Linked DNA regions of Mus musculus: regions 1, 2 and 4 are each linked to region 3. A link is a contact called in public HiChIP or PLAC-seq data. All regions are on one chromosome and are shown on one strand. The core of a region is the stretch at or near the end of the contact, and the rest is flanking DNA. Distances in the headings are between cores, read along the strand shown. Region 1 overlaps Npas3 (neuronal PAS domain protein 3). Region 2 overlaps Akap6 (A kinase (PRKA) anchor protein 6). Region 3 overlaps Npas3 (neuronal PAS domain protein 3). Region 4 overlaps Npas3 (neuronal PAS domain protein 3).

Region 1 (3,055 bases), core at 109-2,608, 740 kb after region 3:
TCCAAATACAGGAAATGATATGGAATGTTCCAAATTAAGTCCTGGTAAGACCTAACAATAATAAAGAGTAATTAAAATTATTTTATGTATTCTCACTGAATATGAGTTATATAAGTCCACAAAATTTAACTCAAAAAACAAATCAAAAATTTAGTATTCAAATTTACATCTGTAACATCTATAATTTTTTCAAAATTTAAAATTCTATGCTAGCCTACTGTGGTTACAGCCATCAATTTTTATCATATGTCTTATACAGACCACAGTACATTTTTCTGTTTCGGGGGAGGGGAGTAGGAAGTCTGTAATATTAACGTAAAAAAAAATTCTCATTTTGGCATGCCTCTAACAAGAGCTCCTGTAACAGTCTGTCTGAACTCAGCCCCTACACTCAGGGATCCTCCGGAATTTTTAAATCCACCCTGGAAAATGTAACATTTTGTTAAGCAGCTGATGCTATACACACGCTGGGCCAGGCCGAGCATTCCTTCGTCCTGATGTCATGGGCCAGCGTTTGTCTCAGAAGACATCTTTTGTAATTTCAACCAAAAGGCAAAAGAAACCAGAGCTGTGAACAGACAGAGGGAGCGAGGAGGAAAGCTACTTAGAACAATTCCCTCAAAAGCATTCTGACACAAACCTGTCTATTTTTAAGTCACTCAACATGCACCCTCGAACATAAAGCCTTCCGACTTTTATGAAGTATTGTGTGTATTTTCAGACTGTTGGTTTTTAAAATATCCCTGCTTTATGGTAATGTGTCACAGGGAAGTTAGCTATAGTTTCATGAAAGACGTTTTCATTCCTGACTGGCATCTTCTCAATAGCTGGGGCCCAGGCACACCGCTCTCTTCCCGGCAAGGCCCTCTGGGCTGAGAACAGTGCGGCATTCATAACTTACTCTCGGCCCTGCGGGGCAGTGCACAGAAAAGCTTCTCTAGCCTAATGGGTTACATCACTGCAAAGTCTTCCACTTGGCCTAGGTGAAAAACATGAATGCATGCCCCATTCATTTCTCCACCTTAAAAAAAAAATCGAGTAAAATCATATCCACTCTGGAGGGGAGACCTGCATTCCCACAGGCCGGCTGGAAAAAAATGTCCGACCCTGCCCTCAATCCTCGGCAGTGCCACCACAAACTTGGTGAGCCCACGACTCAGTAGCCCCCTCAAGATGATAGTTCCAACCTGGGCCCCCACCAAATAATATTTCAAAATCATGTATGAATTGATTATTGTTAGTATCACCTTTAGATGGAGGTCACATTTTAAAAATATACTGACATGCAGTCATGGAAACAAAACCCTCCCTCTCCACTGACCTCAGCACCATAAACCAGTGCAAACAGACGGCTCCCCGGGTCCTGGCTCCACAGCTTCCTGATGGTCAGAACAAATCAGCCCCGTCCAACGCTTTTCTGAACATGCCAAATATCTGTGATTCCTTGCAAGGTAGGCACCCGGTAGTCTAGCCAAAATATTTTCTATTGAACAGAACACATTCCCCTTTCTCCTTATTAGCATATGCGTTTCTCAGCGGAACCCGGGTTAAGACTTCTGAACATTCCTACCTTTTTCCTAAAACATAAGCTTAAGTGTGGGCACATTTGTGGGGAGGAAAGCCCGTGGCTCTTATGCTCCCTGCAAATCATACAAACGCAAGTGAGCGATGTCAACTCAGAGCCCCCTGCTCGTGTCTCTGAAAGTGAGGTCCCCAAACTACCGCTACACAGTGGCAATCTGAAAGGGCGTGGCATTCCACAGAGTTCAGAATCCCCGGTGAATTCCATGTCCACTCAGGTATCTGTGAGAATGCCCACTCTATGCCCTCTCTGAATGACAGGTTAACTCACGTCAATCATGAAGCACTGTGGACTTTCTGACTGATGCCTCACTCACAGCCATCTGCCCTTGATCACGACCGTCCACCTTCTCTCACCAGCCATGCTGTGACAGAACCGTAAAGCTTCTCCTAGATCCTTCCCATGCATTATGGAGACTCAGCTGCTGACATCCAGGCCCCGACTCTAAGACCTGAGCATCCTTGTGAAACACACGTAGGCTGACTGCTTGTCCTCCTGTGAGCCCTTGAGACCGATCTCAGCCTCTGATTTCTTTCCTCTTCCATGGCATGCCCTCTCTTGGGAGTTTAGTTCCATTTCATTTGTTCAATAAATACAATCTTTCATGGACATATGTAGAAACAAGCAAATAAACGTGGAAAAAAAAAAAAAAAACCCAAAAACTTCCTCAGAAAGCCTCCACCGAAAATTCCAAAAGAAAGTCAAGTCTAAAAGAAGCTAAAAGTCTAACAGAAGTTTTTGTTTTCTAGACAAAACGTGTCTCTTTGGCATTAGACAAATGCTGCAGGAAACACTGGGGGTTATGATTTGCGTAGGAACAGCTAACACGGCAGGCAAGGCGAATCCTCCTAAGCAGTCCCTGGCTGTGGTGCTTGTGTTGTGTGGATGTCTGTCCTGCAGGTTACCGACTAGAAAGCAAAGCCCAACAGATTCTACAGCGCACTGGAGCATCTACTCAAACATGGCCTAAATTCCACGAACGTAAGACAGAGGTCATGGAGAGCTCTATTGTCAAGCCCACCACTAAGATGTGCCTTCCTCCTCACCAGCGTGTCCTTAGGTGACGATAAGCAGGCCTTGCTAAGACAGGATATTTAGACATGCCAGGACATATGGCCCCCATAAATTTTTAGCGATAATCATTATCATAATTTAAAGAACCCCCATTAAAAGGAAATCGACATAAATTGGTCCTCAAATTATTTACATCCTTCTGCACACTATACTCTGGACTTGAGGGGTTGACATCCAATCAGAGAAATCCCTCGATGCAGCCATTTTTAGGAATCGGATCCTGAGCTTCAGAACTTCTGAATGACTAAGCCAGAGCTGCAGACTCAGAGGTCATCCTTCCACAAAGTCTTTTAGGAGACAGTGGGGGGAAAAAAAATCACAGAATATTCACATGACTGAGGATAATTAATGTCAACTATTTCCACCCTATGAAAGAAAATGGGTCTTCTGTTAAGAATG
Region 2 (2,907 bases), core at 107-2,606, 910 kb after region 3:
AACTCATCTTGTTTGGAATAAAAGCAGTGGTCCTGGGTCTTGTGGTTTGGATATAAAAAGGTCTGAGGGTTGAAAGCTTATTCCTCAGCTGGCGGCAGGAAAGTAAATGGGTCATCATGAGGATCCGAACCTCATTACTGGGTTGACCCACCGGGAATGGAGGGAGAGCCTCTCTGGTGGGAGGAAGTCACGGGGGACTTGTTTCTGAAGGCTGTATCTTTTTCTCTCCACTTCCTGCCTTCCGTGAACTGGGCTGCTTTGCTCTCCCACGAGTTCCCAGTCCGGATGTTCTATCTTACCTGGCCCAAAAGCAGTGGAGCCAATCGTATCTGATCAGAAACCTACGAAACTGTGAACCAACGAGTTCCTTCCCCTGCAATTGATTCATTCCAGTGTTCTGTCGTAGCAACAAAAGTGGAGGCTCCCAGTCCGATTTTACATGTCAGCACAGTAACAGAAAGCAGAGATTTCTATGTCAAGGAAATAATAATTTAAACCCAGAGAAAATTAGATTACATATAAATTTATTTTGTAAAAGAAAAATAAAATGCACTCTTTAGGGGTTAGGGTGTATTTAATTTCCCCCCTTTTGGGCTAACTATAACTAAGTGCTCTAAGTTGTTCGAATGTGGCTCCTTAGGAGGGCTACCTACAGAATACACTGAGTTCATACTACACATAAGCAAGACTCTGGGCTGCCAGCAGGGCTAATTACCTACACCAAACCTGCTGGCTTCACTCCCTTAAGGCCGTTGGCAATGCAGCCTTTGTGGCTGGAGTCTCTGCTGTGCTTGCATTCAGTGTGTTAGAGAGCATTTTATATTACACGGATCCTGGTGGTTGCTTTTTCGTTAATACATTGGAAGTAATCAGAAACATACATATAATTCCAGATGATCTCCACCTCTGACCAGATCAGCCATAGTTTCCAAAGGACTTCCTTGTAAGCTGTGCTATTGGGGACCACCAGGGACATCCAGATGGATAGAGATTCCTTGTGTTATTCCTGCAGAGAGCTCCCATATTAAATTGACAGAGCTGTCACTTTTTTCCTCAACACCTAAAGTCCCCTCCTTCACCAGATTAATCATTTTGCTTAGTTGTTTAGCAAAGTACTAGGTGAGCTGTGACTCCATAAACTTTAGGAGCTCATTTATTATGTTGCCTGATCAGAGCTTACATTTATTTACACAGTGTACCCATAAAAACCTAGCTTTCATTAGTGCTGGGAGAAACTGCCCTGCTCTCCTCACTGGGGAAGGTGAAGCTGGAGAAGATAATTAGCCATGAAACAATAAGGAGGCTTGCTGGGTAAGCAGTAGTGTGAAAACAGTTACTCCTCACAAAAGAGGGGAAATTAGCTTGCTGGATAAAAAAGGAAGTGTCAGATTGAAGACTGAAAGGCCTGCCAACAGAAGTAGATAGCTCTATGCATCATTAATGAAATTTTTTAACACTTAAACGCCACAGCTGTCCACATTTAAATGCATGTATATGCCATGTGTTTCCAAAGATTAATATGCATGCTAAAATATTTCTTTCCTCCTTAAACTTCTACATGGTGTCTCTGTCTATCTCATTTCACCTATTTTCTTTCCAAGAATCAAAATGCACCAGCTTTCTCAACGTTGTGCCCTCGCTTCCAAAGCCCACATACGCCATGCATCCCGGAGATGGGCAGTGTGCTCATTATATTTTAACAAACACATTATTTTACATTCATAATACCGCTATTTTAGTAAACAGCGAGTTTGTTTTGATTTTTCTGCTTCACAGAGTGAGGACTTATGATGTGCGTTTCCTTTCAAAACTTCCTCCTGGAGCACCAGCGCTCCCTGAAGCAGCCCCGTTTTTGGCAGAAATTCAGTTCTGTGCAGTGCCAAAAGAAATAGAATCAACAAACACTGCTCCATGCAGCTGGCGAGATCATTTACATATTACTGCACACCAAACATGAAGACCTGAATATGGATTAGGGCTCCTGTGATGACACAAATGTCATATAGATAAAGAAAAACAAAATCCAACACATCGTTGTTTATTTTGCCATTGCTACTGTATGAGTGCTGTTAAGGGAAAAAAAAGGGGGGGGGGTGGCTGCATTTTGAAAATTGGCCTCCTTTCTCTATGTGAAGTGGGCTCTTTCTAACTAATGCAAGAAAAGAAGGAAGCAGAGAGGCATGAGTCGGACCCCTCGCATCCTCCCGGTTTGCTTTGTCAGTTAAAACAGTTTTAATGTCCTTGGTTTAGATGTGGTGGATTGGTGATCTTACAAGAATCCTTTAAAAATCCTTTAAAATGCAAAGCTACCTGAATCCCCATCTAGCCCCTTCTCCACCTTGATTATTTCAGACTAAAACTGAGTTCTTCAATTGGGTTGCAGTCCCTGGTAGGGGGTGGAAGTGAAGGTCCAGTAAAGATGCTTCAAGAAGTACACCATGTGCAGTGGGAGGAATTGCCTAGCATCCTTAGCTGATATGTTTTGGTCCTCATCTCTGCACATGAAGCAGGTTGCATCCGGTTGACTCTTTTAAATCTCAGTGAGATGGGTGGCCTAGGGAAGAGGATAGGTATTGCTGCAACTCTTTTCCCCATCCCCAGCCTTGGGGAAAGCAAATGCTGTAAGAAGAGCCAACAAAGGTGATGCGGATAAAGATGATCGGGAATGGATGAGGGATAAAGGGAATATAAGACACTTTGTTCCCCATCATATTAAAATTCTTTATCCCGAATTGAACAAAATTGACTTACATGCAAAAATGCTCTCGAGATGAATTATTTTAGTAGCTTCTAGACCTTTAACCTCCAGGATTAATTGGTGTAGCTCCTCTTGCTTAAGGCTAAAGGGGGAGGGGCCAACGGGGAGAAATCAGGGCCCATGGATTCTTCTAATCAGCTAAATACCAT
Region 3 (2,700 bases), core at 119-2,618:
CCAGGTTGCAGAGGGAGAGCTCATAGAGTGAGCTCTTTAGAAACCATGAAGTAACTGATGGCGATAGCAGGGGTTTTGTTTAAACCAACCAGCCCAAACAGCTTCTGGAATGAGTGGTTCTTAAAATTGTATGTGCCACGAGAAAAGAAAGCTTGTAAGGAAGGCGGATTCCCAGGCCCCATCTCTACCACTTTAGATTCTTTGTCTCTCAGGAGGTCCGGGGCACTGGCTCTCCCTGCTGCTTGGTATGGCAGAGGTTGGCAGGCCTTACTGTCCACCCAGCTAAGGCTTCTCTCCACAGAGAGCTGGATGAGCCCATGGAGCCTAAAAAGGCCACCCAGGGGCACGCATAGCCTGACTTCCAAAAAAGAAAAGCATGTATTTACAATGAACTCTGTACTGAAAAATAGTCAGACCTAGTGCTTTTTGGTTCCCAGACAACGGAGGATTGGCACCTGATAGGCAGGAGGCCTGAGCTGGTGCAGGGGTGGGATGTGGGGTGGGGTGTGTGTGGGGGGGAGTGTGTGTGTGAGGGGGCTAGAGACAGGCTTCCGGTGCTTGCTTTTTTCTTTGTGAAAGGGTCTGCCTTCTCAGTGGCTATACCACAGTGGGCTGCTCTGTTGTGCTGGGAGCCTCCTGGGGGAGGCTGAGCTCTGCCAATCCCCTCCCCCTCCCCATCCTGCCGCTGGCTCAGCTCCTGATTAATTCAGGGGATCCTGGGAGGTTAACCCTTAATTTGATGGCTCCAGCGGGGGAGCTGAGAGATTGCTGGTAATTCATCACCCTTGTTTTATTTTTTTTTTAATAGAAATATTTTCTAAGGCAACAAGTAAAAATTCCCTTTTAAAATCCACATTTAATATACATTAGATAGAGCATCCTCTCCTTACATGACTGGGTCCTCCAAACATAAGTTACTCCTCATCTATCTCTTTTAACAAAGTTCAAATACATAACATGGAAAACAGAACTATAACTAGAGCCAAAGGTCTCAAAATGGGCCCAGATCCCATATCTGCCTCTTGTTCCCTCTGGAGAAAACAGCCTTTCTTCTACCAAAGATAAGATATATATATTTTTTATTGGGATAGTTTAACTAAGCTGCCAGATCTCCTTAACGAGATTATGTAAATGTATGCCAAGGATATAAACCACATTTTCTCTGAGAGTGGAACACTTCAAATATCATTTAATAAAACAGGACCATGGTAGAAACACCTCTATAAATTGTTATGTGGCAAAGTGAGAAGACGGAGCTGTACACATCTGATCAAATTTCACCTGATTCAGTTACTATATTAAAGTCTCCTAGAGAAGGACAGAGCACCATTGTGCTGTAGGAGAGGGCAAGTTTCGCATCCCCTGTCAGTTGGTGTGGAGGATGGGCATCACCCTTCCTGGCCCCCCAGAACCCCTGGTGGCTTAGCGCCACTGACAGGGCAGAGAGGCAGTTCTTCTCAATATAACAGGCTTCGATTGTATCTTCCAACCATGTTGGGAAACAAAGAAGATTTGGAACAAGTCTCATGCCAGGCAAGGGATGAAAACTGGCTTCCTATTTCCTCCTCCTGCTCTACTTCTCAGAGAGAGATGCTATGATATGTGATACACTGTCTTTGGAACCCATAGGCTCATAGCTTACTGGGAAAGATCTAATAAATTCTATGTTTGGCTAGAAACAAAGGCAAGGGTATGTTCCTGGCCCTCGATTAACTCCTTGCTACATTCGGCATACATTTCCTGAGTTCAACAACCAGTCATATTCTGCATCTCTTATTTTTGTCTCAAGTTTGCTAGCAGAATTTTATATTGATGTTCTAAACTATAACAAAGCCAATGAATGTTCAAAGCCAGCCGAGAGGTGCTCCCTGCATGAAGACAGCAGTCCCAGCCAAGAGGAAACATGAAGGTGGCCTCACAAAAGGGCACGTGTCCTGCCCCTCCTTCATCATACAGAACTATGGGATGATAACGCGTGTGTTTTGACCAGAAAGGAAAACGTTAAGAGATGATTTAGATACCGAGTGTCGCCAGCTCTTCTCTCCCTCAGTTATAGAAGTTAGAGAATTAAAAAGAGTTAGCCACATGGACTTGACAGCCAAGCTGACCATCAGTGGAGGGCAGTCTCCTCAGGAGGAGGAGTTTTTAAATTTTCCTCTTAAAGGAAAAACATAAGTAATAATGTTTATGCTTGATAGTTAAAGTTGTTTAAAGCAAACAGGTAGGTCAGTTTTAAACTCCAGTATTCCACGAATTTAGATATAACACTCCTTAATGATCAAACCCAGTAATTACTTGCCCAGTGCTTTCCCTACCAATTCAGGATGAAATGTCAGAGGACATTTTCCTCTATTCTTTTCCTAAATATATACGTGTGTGTGTGTGTACATGTACACACATGTCTGTCAGCCTCTCTGTCTGTGTACATATATAAACGAATTGATCAAACTTAGGACTTTAACTTTCCAAAGACCCATGCACTGACATGGGTCATTATCCATTCAGCAGATGCAATTCCAACAGTCTCGGGCCTTCTGTGTGAGCCGCCAGCTCATTTGCTGCGTTTGGTTTATTCAGCCATGATTAGAGATAGTCATTTACAGTCACACATTTGGAAACTCCTTAACCAGCTTCTAGCAGTTTCTTTTCCGAAGCTGTTTAAATAGATGAGGGTGGAGTGTCAGCAGCGACAGCACTTTC
Region 4 (2,869 bases), core at 140-2,639, 710 kb after region 3:
ATCTTTGTCTCTCAAGCATTGAGGAAATGAAAGATATTTGTGAGATAGTAGAAGTGGAGCAGGAGAGAAAAAGACCATGAACTTCCTCACAAAATGTCATCATAGTCCGCCATATACTGAATGCTCAAAACAGACCAAGCAGTGTGTCCTTTAGATATAATTAGGTCATTCCCTTATCCCGGTATTACTCTGAGTATCTGCCTTTAGCAGATAGCAGTGGAGGCTGAATTTTGGATCACATGCTCAATCCAGCTAGCTGACGGCCAGATTGGAACCTAAATTCATCTGATCTTAAAACCGGCCATCTTGGTCTCTAAACTGTTGTCCCATAGCAGCACTTAAGATGATAAACACGCGGCCTGACTGTAAGGATTAATTGGTATTGATTCCTCTATTCTTCAGAACACATCTCCTTGGTATCTCAAGTGAGAGTCAGAGCCATTTTCTGAAGGCAGGATGCAAATTTCAATCACCAATCATCAATATTTTGAAAGACATAACAACACAGATGAGACATTCTTTTTTTAAAAAAAAAAAATCTATCAAGGACTATAAATAGCATGTGCACTGTTTTGCATGAAAATGACCCCGTTTGTGAACATTTGTGCCCGTTCTTTATCCTGAGTCCAGGTCTGTCGGTGGAAAGAGGAGTGACTCCTACAGAGGCAAAGTGAAAGAAGTTTCTAAGCAATGGAATCAAAAAGTTCATTTCTTGAAATCGGATGCTTTAAATGGGGTGTTTTGAAGACATTGTTCATATCTATTCAAATAGACCCCAGCCTGACCTAATGTTAATCTGTCACTCCTAACTGATCCTTTACAAAGCCTTAGACCACTGCTTACAAAAGGAATGTAGTTTATTACAGTTGTTGCACTCCAAATGAATATTGATTTCAATCTCAGGATGCTATGAAAGGACTTGCATCAATTACACAGTACATCAGAGTCATAATGCGAGTTACCTAGTTCCAATGATGCACCCAGCAAATCAATCATTCACTTTCACACACCTTCCAAGAGGCACCAGTCACCATGAGCTTCCTTTATCTAAGCCTTGAAATGAGCCAAGCAGTGCAAAGCACTGATAGAAAAGGAAACCATCCCCGGGTTTTATAAACCATAGGCTACTGTCAGAAAGCCATTATAATTACTCCCTTTCAAGTGGGCTGTGTGTTAATACAAATACAAATGAGGGGGTAAAAAAAAATGAAGCCTTAATGACAGCATTACGAGGGGAGGTTTCTCCTTTACATTATTTATTTATTCAATGGAAAATTATTTGGCAATTATGATAAAGCAACTAGAGGACAATGGCTTTCCTTTGAATCACTAATTAAAATGCTGATTGCCTGTGGCGTGAGATGTGTGGTTATGGTCAAACAAGAACCTTCATTGTACTAAACAGCTTGGGCTGGCCTGACACCTGGGTGGTGAAGGGACTGTAGGAATCAAGCTGACTTCATTTACTAAATTCAAACTCATTTTTATTCAATGAAATTTGAGGATAATATGAAGTTGAGCAAGATAATGCTTAGGCCAGTAATCTTAAAGGAAAGAGGGAGGGTGGGAGGGATGGAGGGAGAGAGGGGGTTGGGAGAGAAAAAGGGAAGGAAGGAGGGAGGGAGGGAGTGAGGGAGAGAGAGAGTGAGAGAGAGAGAGAGAGAGAGAGAGAGAGAGAGAGAGAGAGAGACTGTCTGTCCAGGTTCTAAGAGTATCTTTGACACCTTTCATGTGGGTTCCTGGGAAAGCGATTTCTTGAAGTAAGCTTGTACTTCCTGTGTCCTTATGATTCTCTTTCGGCCACCTTTATGCACAAGCAAGTATCAAAGACATGTCACCTTCTTAGCATTAATGCACTTTAAACAGACGATTCTCTCCAATAATAGGAGAAACACTTCACTATTAATTGTGAAGAGGAAGTTGCCTAGCATATAATGAATCTAGTGCTTTGGATTTTACTAACTAAAATGATAGCTTTCATAAGAACACTAAAATAGTCATTTTCTAAAATGAAAATATGTTTCATTGCCACTGGTTTGTGGTCTTTAAAGAAGTCTGCGGAATTCATAAAGTAAAACTGAGGTGAACACCATTAGCCTATGACATCATTTTAAATCGCAGTCTTTGGAAAAGACCCATTCTCTCCCTGAATGACAAGCGCTTAGATTTGGAAGCACTCGTTTCCCATTTGAGAATTCCCTCCAGAGCATCGGCCAAGAAGCTCAGGCTGTGCAGAAGCTCGGGCTGTGCGGAAGCTCAGGCTGTGCAGAAGCTCGGGCTGTGCACCATCTAGAGAAGATGCTGAGCGCTGCTTGAAAGGCAGGGACCATGCCACCTGTAAATCATCTGGAGGTCAGCTAAATGCCAAGGTCGGCCCGGCATTCTCCAGCTTCCACCCCAGCATCTGTTCTGCATCACGAGATGAACTAGTCCCTCTCCCAAAAGAACCCCTAATGGCTAGTCATTGTCAACTTGACTGAATTTTGAATCACCTAAGAGACATAACCTTAGGGCCTATCTTTGAGGAAAATGAGAAATTTAACTGAGGAGTGAAGACACCATCCCACAGTGGAACTGATTACAGCATTCCATATTCTTGGGCCCCAGACTGAATAAAAAGGAGAAAAAGCCCAGTGAGGGTTTGCATCCCACTGCCACCCCCACCCATCTCAGATTCTTGACCCAGGCCACTGAGAGAGTTCTTGCAGCCACGCCCCACTCCAGGGTGGATTCCCTGTAGCTTCAGACCCAGAGGCAGTATAACAGTATAAACCCTTCCAAGTGCTTTCTGGCAATTCTCCCACTTCCTTCCAAGCCTTATTTATCCAAACTTGTGAACAGTCATTCTTCCAGAAAGCCTTAGTGCATC

The links. HiChIP or PLAC-seq counts read pairs in DNA pulled down with a chosen protein or histone mark.
Region 1: a contact with region 3 is called in an H3K27ac HiChIP or PLAC-seq map of oligodendrocyte precursor cells, with 5 times the contacts expected there. The contact joins two enhancer-like sites. A contact is called at or near these places in 1 of 484 Hi-C or Micro-C datasets (embryonic fibroblasts) and 5 of 115 datasets of contacts at active chromatin or transcription factors (embryonic basal ganglia, embryonic forebrain, embryonic stem cells and 2 more).
Region 2: a contact with region 3 is called in an H3K27ac HiChIP or PLAC-seq map of oligodendrocyte precursor cells, with 6 times the contacts expected there. The contact joins two enhancer-like sites. A contact is called at or near these places in 2 of 115 datasets of contacts at active chromatin or transcription factors (embryonic basal ganglia and oligodendrocyte precursor cells) and 1 of 9 other capture datasets (embryonic stem cells).
Region 4: a contact with region 3 is called in an H3K27ac HiChIP or PLAC-seq map of oligodendrocyte precursor cells, with 5 times the contacts expected there. The contact joins two enhancer-like sites. A contact is called at or near these places in 1 of 115 datasets of contacts at active chromatin or transcription factors (oligodendrocyte precursor cells) and 1 of 9 other capture datasets (embryonic stem cells).

What each region holds. Positions count from the first base shown.
Region 1 is chr12:53,290,539-53,293,593 of GRCm38.p6, reverse strand. The region is part of intron 1 of Npas3 (neuronal PAS domain protein 3); the gene reads right to left. Gm51419 (a long non-coding RNA gene) reads right to left here. Exons shown (of 2, transcript XR_003950183.1): 1 at 1-3,055. Among named protein-coding and RNA genes, the nearest start is that of 1700030L22Rik, 25 kb to the left of the region's middle. Within about 2 kb of position 1,358, at least 104 of the 459 cell types and tissues checked have an H3K27ac peak or open chromatin away from gene starts, as enhancers often do. A contact at or near this core is called in oligodendrocyte precursor cells, where this site is marked.
Region 2 is chr12:53,123,305-53,126,211 of GRCm38.p6, reverse strand. The region is part of intron 12 of Akap6 (A kinase (PRKA) anchor protein 6); the gene reads right to left. Among named protein-coding and RNA genes, the nearest start is that of Npas3, 120 kb to the left of the region's middle. Within about 2 kb of position 1,356, at least 44 of the 459 cell types and tissues checked have an H3K27ac peak or open chromatin away from gene starts, as enhancers often do. A contact at or near this core is called in oligodendrocyte precursor cells, where this site is marked.
Region 3 is chr12:54,032,764-54,035,463 of GRCm38.p6, reverse strand. All of the region lies in intron 7 of Npas3 (neuronal PAS domain protein 3), which reads right to left. Among named protein-coding and RNA genes, the nearest start is that of Gm35818, 110 kb to the left of the region's middle. Within about 2 kb of position 1,368, at least 36 of the 459 cell types and tissues checked have an H3K27ac peak or open chromatin away from gene starts, as enhancers often do. A contact at or near this core is called in oligodendrocyte precursor cells, where this site is marked.
Region 4 is chr12:53,320,606-53,323,474 of GRCm38.p6, reverse strand. All of the region lies in intron 1 of Npas3 (neuronal PAS domain protein 3), which reads right to left. Among named protein-coding and RNA genes, the nearest start is that of 1700030L22Rik, 4.9 kb to the right of the region's middle. Within about 2 kb of position 1,389, at least 7 of the 459 cell types and tissues checked have an H3K27ac peak or open chromatin away from gene starts, as enhancers often do. A contact at or near this core is called in oligodendrocyte precursor cells, where this site is marked.